2 separate regions of the Mus musculus genome follow, and region 1 is linked to region 2. A link is a contact called in public Hi-C data. All regions are on one chromosome and are shown on one strand. The core of a region is the stretch at or near the end of the contact, and the rest is flanking DNA. Distances in the headings are between cores, read along the strand shown. Region 1 holds the start of Ackr1 (atypical chemokine receptor 1 (Duffy blood group)). Region 2 holds the start of Igsf8 (immunoglobulin superfamily, member 8).

Evidence for each region. A called contact is a pair of places that touch in the nucleus more often than the background predicts.
Region 1: a Hi-C map of the G1E-ER4 cell line shows a contact between it and region 2, with 3 times the contacts expected there. The contact joins the promoter of Ackr1 here to the promoter of Igsf8 in region 2.

What each region holds. Positions count from the first base shown.
Region 1 is chr1:173,331,213-173,334,871 of GRCm38.p6, reverse strand. It overlaps Ackr1 (atypical chemokine receptor 1 (Duffy blood group)), which reads left to right and starts at 1,369. Exons shown (of 2, transcript NM_010045.2): 1 at 1,369-1,482; 2 at 1,943-2,986. The coding sequence starts at 1,462. The coding sequence ends at 2,926. It overlaps Cadm3 (cell adhesion molecule 3), which reads left to right. Exons shown (of 9, transcript NM_053199.3): 9 at 1-618.
Region 2 is chr1:172,310,120-172,313,851 of GRCm38.p6, reverse strand. It overlaps Igsf8 (immunoglobulin superfamily, member 8), which reads right to left and starts at 1,485. Exons shown (of 7, transcript NM_080419.2): 1 at 1,259-1,485. The coding sequence starts at 1,316.

The sequences.
Region 1 (3,659 bases), core at 120-2,619, 1.0 Mb before region 2:
TATCTGGATTATCCATGTGGTCAGGCTGCCTCCTTTCTGCTCCTCTCACTGCTGGCTGGGCTGCATGTAAATAAGGGCTGTCCTCATGTCCCGGGCACCTGGCACTCAAAGGGAACTGCATCCTTGCCATGCTGCTCTGTGGAGCATCTGTATGTGGAATCGAGGGACAGAGAGTGTCTGAGTCCTTTGCTTTCCAGAGAATATTTGCATTTAAAGCATGCCACCCGACTGCTACCCCGTTACCCTCTGTCCAGCAATGCTGGCCGCCTCTGTGATGGAGGTAAAGACCTGAGCAACGCTATGCGGGAAGGAAAGCTTCACCCATTTTTTTTTCTTTTTTTGCCAAACTCTCTTTTTAGCTCCCTCCTGATACACCTGAAATTTGACCTGGGTACTCATCCGAGAGGGTTAATGGGAACCCACATATTGAACATGTATCCTGTATTTCTCCTGGCCAGAGAAATAACAATTCTACCTCCCATCAGAAACTTTACCTATTGCCGAGATGCCAAACCAATGAAGCATTCTCACAGTCTGTATGTTTCACAACAGAATATGAATAGAGATTACCCAATAGGCTATAGTCTCACATTAAAGTATGCTATCCCATGGTCCCACAGAGCCTATTTTGATGTGTCAGACCATGTGTTCCTCTTGGTGTGAGAGATGCATTCATTGAGTCCATAGGTGGTAAGGCAAATGCCCAATTGCTCCCTGAAGGAGAGTCTTTACAGAGCCTTGACAGGCCTCCAGTCTCCAGTCCCTCATACACTCTAGCACCCATAGCTCTAGATAACAATGCCCACACCCAAGCACCACCCAGCACCTAGCACTCAGATGGGGGCACACTGATACCCAACACAGACACACAGATAAATATGTGCATTCCTCTACTCGTGCTGCCACGCACAAAAGGCCTCCAACTGAAGGCCTACTCTGTCTGGATAGAGCCAACCCCAAATACCATTAGCCCACCTTCCCCCCAAACAGGGGATCTTTTGAACTCTTTCTTTGGATCTCATTCAAAGAAAGAGAGAACAGAGAGAGTCATCAGACGCCTGGTCACTCCACCTTCCCAGTGCGGCTCTTATCTCTGCTTCACCAGTCACCCCTGGCCCCTCATCCTTCCTTTGCTGGAAAGATCCCCTTGTCACCTTTGGGAAAATTCCCCCTTTGTGGACCTCACCGTGTTCGTTTCCTGAGGTCATTCTGATCAGGCAAATCCAACTTCAAAACAGGAAGCCCCAGGATGGTGCCCGATGCTAGCCCAAGGTTTAAGAAGCCTGTGGGTGTGAGGTTGAGCTTCCTGAGTGTGACTCTGAATATATATATATATACACACACACACCCTGGCTCTGCCTAGAACCCGAGAGAAGTCATTAGCCCTGGGCACTTATCTTGGAGCCACAGCTGCTGACAGAGTCCAGGCCCTGTACTTCTCTGCCCTGAGCCTGCAGTGCCATGGGGAACTGTCTGTATCCGGTGAGTGTGGGGACCATGTTCCATAACCCTTGCCTCTGTCCTACTGCTTCTTCTACTTTCTTCTCAGGATTTTCAACTTTTCTTTTCTCATAATCTCTCATGCCCTTTTCTTTGTTCTCAGTTTCAAAAAAATCCTTTCCCTTTCTTTCCTATTTCCCATTCTCACTCTATTTCTCCTCTCTCCATCTTTCAGGCAGTCCCAGTAGGTCTGTCCCCACCTTCCCTCCATCTATCTGCTCTCTTAGATCTCTACACAACTTGGACCAGGTTTCTCTGTGGCTCCGTCCATTCAGGCTCCTCCTCAGCTTCCCTGTTCACCATGCTCTCTGCACCTATGACCTGCCGGGAGATCCCCTTTTCTCCAAACCCAAATGCCCCTTCTATCTAGCCCTGCACATACCCCAGCCTCTTTATTGAGGTGCTAGATGCCCTGACTGTCCTTTCTGGGTGTACTTTGTAGGTGGAAAACCTTTCACTAGACAAGAATGGAACTCAGTTTACTTTCGACAGCTGGAATTATTCGTTTGAAGATAACTACTCCTATGAACTCTCGAGTGACTACAGCCTGACACCAGCTGCTCCCTGCTACTCCTGTAATCTGCTTGGCAGGTCTTCCCTTCCCTTCTTCATGCTCACCAGTGTCCTGGGCATGCTGGCAAGTGGCGGCATCCTCTTCGCGATTCTCAGACCTTTCTTCCACTGGCAGATTTGCCCCAGCTGGCCCATTCTGGCAGAGTTAGCAGTGGGCAGTGCCCTGTTCAGCATTGCAGTGCCCATCCTGGCACCAGGCTTACACAGCGCCCACAGCACAGCCCTATGCAACCTGGGCTACTGGGTATGGTATACTTCTGCTTTTGCCCAAGCTCTGTTGATAGGATGCTATGCTTGCCTGAACCCCAGACTGAATATTGGTCAACTCCGTGGCTTCACCTTGGGACTCAGTGTGGGACTTTGGGGAGCAGCTGCCCTCTTAGGGCTGCCAGTCGCCCTGGCCAGTGATGCTTACAATGGCTTCTGCGCCTTTCCATCCTCCAGAGACATGGAAGCTTTGAAGTACATGCATTATGCCATCTGTTTTACCATCTTCACTGTATTGCCACCGACTCTTTTGGCAGCCAAGGGGCTGAAGATAGCACTGAGCAAGGGGCCTGGCCCCTGGGTTAGTGTCTTGTGGATCTGGTTCATTTTCTGGTGGCCTCATGGGATGGTTCTCATATTTGATGCTTTGGTGAGGTCCAAAATTGTTCTTCTGTATACATGCCAATCCCAGAAGATTCTTGATGCGATGCTGAATGTGACAGAAGCCCTGAGTATGCTGCACTGTGTGGCTACCCCACTGCTCCTGGCCCTGTTCTGCCATCAGACCACCCGTAGATCCTTGTCCTCACTCTCCCTCCCTACAAGACAGGCTTCTCAAATGGATGCCCTTGCAGGCAAGTCCTAGTTTTGTTTTGTTTTTTCCCTACATGTCAACTTAAATTAAAGTCTATACTGCTTTTATGAAGCGGGTGCTTTCTTGTTTTGTTTGGAGTTAAAGAGAAGGAGAAAAACCACTGAAGGAAAGGAGGGCAGTGCATGCCTTCCTTTCCTGTCCTTAGAGCTGTCCTGGAAGAAAGAAAATGGTGGATAAACATCCCCAGGGAATCCAGATGTTCTCTGGAGGTGAGTGATTATTGTCTTCTTACGGAACTAGAAAAGAGAAACAGTGGGATGAGAGAAGATGAACTCTCTAAACTAGAAGACAAGGCTTGATGAGCACACAAAAAGGAACCCACTGCAGAAAACAAGTGGAATGGGTAGTGAAACCAAAGCAGGAAAAAGAGCAATGAGTGACAGGAGCAAAGTCCAAAGCAATAGCCCTGCCCACTCCCCTGTCTGACCCTTCTGGGTGCTCCTTGTCACTTTTGCCTTGTCCGGCTTTGTTTGGTAGTCAGAATGGTGGTAGAAAATGAATGAGGCATGCCCTACAATACTGAAGATTAGTTGCCCTACTAGGGCTGCCAATCACCTTGCCAAGTGATGTTTACTATGGGCCAGTCTTGGATGTATATCAAAATACTGCAAAAATACTGCTACTTAGGGGCCGTCTTTTTCAAGTTAATTCTTCATCATGACCTGGACAACCTCCCATCCTCCCTTTTCTCTCCCTCCCTTCTCCATTTCTCCCCTCCATATCT
Region 2 (3,732 bases), core at 236-2,735:
CTGCAGTGGGCTAAGATGACATTCAGCTCCTCTCCCGCCCCTGAATAACACTCACTCCTCCCAACCACCCCTGGGCTCATCCCTGCTCGGGTTAAGCCCAAAGGAAAAGAAGCAATCGCTAGGCAACCAAGCCCCACAGCTCCTTCAACTCCCTACATCACTCTGCCTCCCGCCTTGTTCCCAAAGGAGTTTTCATCCTGGCCCCAAGAAGCCCAAGGAACCATTCTGTACAACACTGCGCAGTTCTGGTATAAACCAGAGAAGGAGGTTGGGGTGCCCCACTATAGTATCTTCTCCATATGCATAACACACACACACACACACACACACACACACACACACACACACGTTCCTTTCAAGGGCTTCAGTCTCCTGGCAACTGCTCCATGCCATATCTTTCCCAGAACACCTCCTACAGGGAGCCCTCCAAGTCAGACCCCAAACATGGTAATGTTAGCAACCTCCACAGGCCTCAACACACACACACTCACACTCACACACACACACCAGACATGACGCAAGGTTGGCCCAGAAAACACACCATCATAAACACCCACCAGGACAGACACTGGGTGCTTAGAGATCCCAGGTTCAGTTTCCATGGAGCCTGGTTTCTCCTGAGGCAGGGATGTTGGGACCAACTGAGTCTGACAACCAGGCAAATATCTGGGAGCGTGGAAGAAGGGCAAAGAGGGAACTGGCCCAGGGTGGAGACACGTGAGGGAAGAAGCCTCAGATGGTGACATGTTATATTGGGAGGTGGGGGTGTTGGGGAGACTTTTTTCAGAGATCGTGGTCAGAATCAGCCCCTGGGCCTCCAGCCAACTCTAGGCAATTATGAAGACCGCCAGGCACTGCCCACGCAGAGCAAACACCCAAAACCAGGCCTTGAGCCGAGAGTGGGGCAGAAGGTTGTCACGGTATTTGGTAGCAACGACCCCAGACGCTGGGTGTAACCGATGAGAAGTGGTGCCTGCCTCCGGAGGCCCGATGGTGTCTCAGGGGATACCTCAGTAGGTCGCCCATATGCCCCAGCTAGGAACCTAGAGCGAGGACACCACCACCCTCCCCATAACTGATTGGGCAGACAGGCGCAAAAGGAAGCGAGACGCCGAGCCCAGAGACAGTGGAGGCACGTCTGTTGGAGAAGTAGGGATGCAACCAGCTCTGAAATGCTAGGAAGGTGGGCTGGTGGGCTGCACGGTGTTAGGCACCTACCCGGCCGGGACAGGGACGCGGCGACCACCACCTGGCTTACCAAGTATTAGCAGCAGCAGCAGGAGCGAACTCAGCGGCGTGGGGCTAGGGACGCCCATTCTGCGTAGGCGGCTCTGAGGAGACTCCTGGGGGCGGCGTGGGCTCTGGGGGGCCAGGGCCGCGGGGGGCGCATGCCCAGGTGGGGGGCAGAAAGCGGAGCAGTGAAGCGTGGGTGCGCAGAGCCCAGCCGAGCGGGAGCCGCCAACTCCCCGCCCTCCACCCTTCTTCCCCTCCTCCCGCCGCTCTTCCCGCCCTCCGCAGCTCGGGAGACCAGTCCCAGCCGCGCCCCGCTGCCCGGCCCCGCCCCCGCCTCGCCCCGCCCCAGGCCGTCGCCTGGGCCAGACTTCGACCCTGATGGTGGCTCCGCCTCTGGCCTCAGGCTGGGCGAACTGGCGGCACCTGGGCTCCTCTACCCCCATTTCCTCGCTCAGAGGGCACCCCGCCCTGCACCTGCCAGCCTTCCAGGGAGAATGGGGTGCTTGCAGGGCCTCTGGGGATGCATGATGGGGTGACTGTGGTTACGCACTCAGAATCCAATTGGGTGATGTGGGCCACTGAGTCTTGGCAGCAAACCCTGCTGATTTATGTAGGCATGGCCTGACCCACGGTTTCCTGGACGTGAAGCGGACCCAAAGGGGCTTCAGAGTCCTGGAAGATCGCTGGAAATCTGTTCTAATACCCGGTCAGAATGCAAAGCGAAAGGGAAGTGGGTTAGCGGTCCAGACTTCCTAGCTGGAAGATCCTTGTTCAGCTCAATGCTTTCAAGCTCACTTCCCCCCCCCCCCCCGCCACGTACGGAACAGAGATTGTAAACACTCGAGGAGTTACGGCGATTATTAGCTGAGATCATGCACATACGTTTCATGCACACGGTAACTATGGGGGTGTTTTGTTTTTGCGTTAAACTGCTTTCTACCAATTGGAGTCTCCAACGAGAGGACGTAACACACCTCTTTGCTGGGGAAGGTGGAGCTAGCCTGGAGGTAGGAAAAAGGAAGAGAAACCTCTTCCCAAAGCCATGTCTCCAACTGTGAAAAAGGCGGAGAGTAGGGTGGGGCCAGGATGGGAAGAAGGGGCGGCTCAGCCTGCAAAACCAGGGCGCGGAAGTGCCCATTAGGGGGAAGTGGCCTAGAACACGTCTAGATCTTCACCTCCATTCCCTACTTGTCCCCTTCACCCCTGCTCCCTCGCTTACTGCTTCCTATTGAGAAAACTGAGGCACAGACAGGAAAAGAGATCCGGGCCAGCGGTGACTTCCTCTTCTCAGAAGTCGTATTCGTGGGGCTGCCAGTGGAAGCCACATTCAGCAACCACAGAGAAACACTGATAGGGAATCTATAGGGAAGTCAGAACTCCAACCCTGGTCGCCCAAGACTGCCTAGCAAGAGGCTAAGGGACCTGCTCCTTGTCACCTGGATATATCCCAAGCCTGGTTTCTTCACACTGTTTCTCTAGAAGCCATGTTGAGCCATGTGAAAACTGCAAGCTACCGGGAGACTTTGGGAGAAAGCATTCTCCCTTTAGCTGGAGGTTGAGTGGATTGAATGACTTTCTGGTACCGGTTTGAAAGTCGGTCATCATCATCATCATCACCATCACCATCACAACATCATGATTATCATCATCATAGCCATTTATGGGATGGTTTCACAATAACACCGCCACCACCTGAAGATATCCTTTCTAAACTTTACAGGTTATTTTACAAGCAAAGTCATTTAACACAAGAGAGACCTGGCCTTTTAAAATAGTTATGTGTCTTGCCCAAGGCCACACAGATTTTAAGGTAACTAAAGTGTTACTTTAAAGCTCAGGTCTGGTGTGCACACCCTAGCACGCAGGAGGCAGAGGCAGATGGATCTCTGTGACTTCCAGGCCAGCCAAAACCACATATATCCTGTCTCAAAACAAACAAAAGAGCAAAACAAAACAAATCCACAAAACCTCAAGTCTGACGGTTCCCATCTTTTCTTGTACTCCACTGTTCACTCTGTTAAGGGCGAAAACTCATTCATGTTGCAGGGTACTGAGCGGGCCAGACCTTGTACTGGATTTTAGTAGTGCCCTAGTCAGCAAGGCTTTCAAGGTCCCCAACTCTCAGGGATATCCTGCGTGTTTTGAATAAACAAGTTAACAGTCAGCACTCGGTATAAGCATATGGGATGGAGTAGGAGGAGCTCTCTTCCAGGAGATTACCTTGTAGCTTGGGACAAAGGGACTCCCGTGCCAGTACACAGGGGTTAGGGGCTGGGCTAGGAGAACGTTTACACACCCCTCCCAAAACTGTGCAGTCCAGCAGTGGCCAGCAGAGGGAGCCCAAAGTCCAGGACTGTCTCACTCCTAAGATGCTTATGTAACTTGGAAAGTTGGGGGAGGGGAGTAAACGCCAGGCACGAGGCTCACCACATGCAGGCACATGGCTCCCCACTGAAACCAAGGGGCTTCACACAGAAAGGTGTTGCGCACACACCCAGC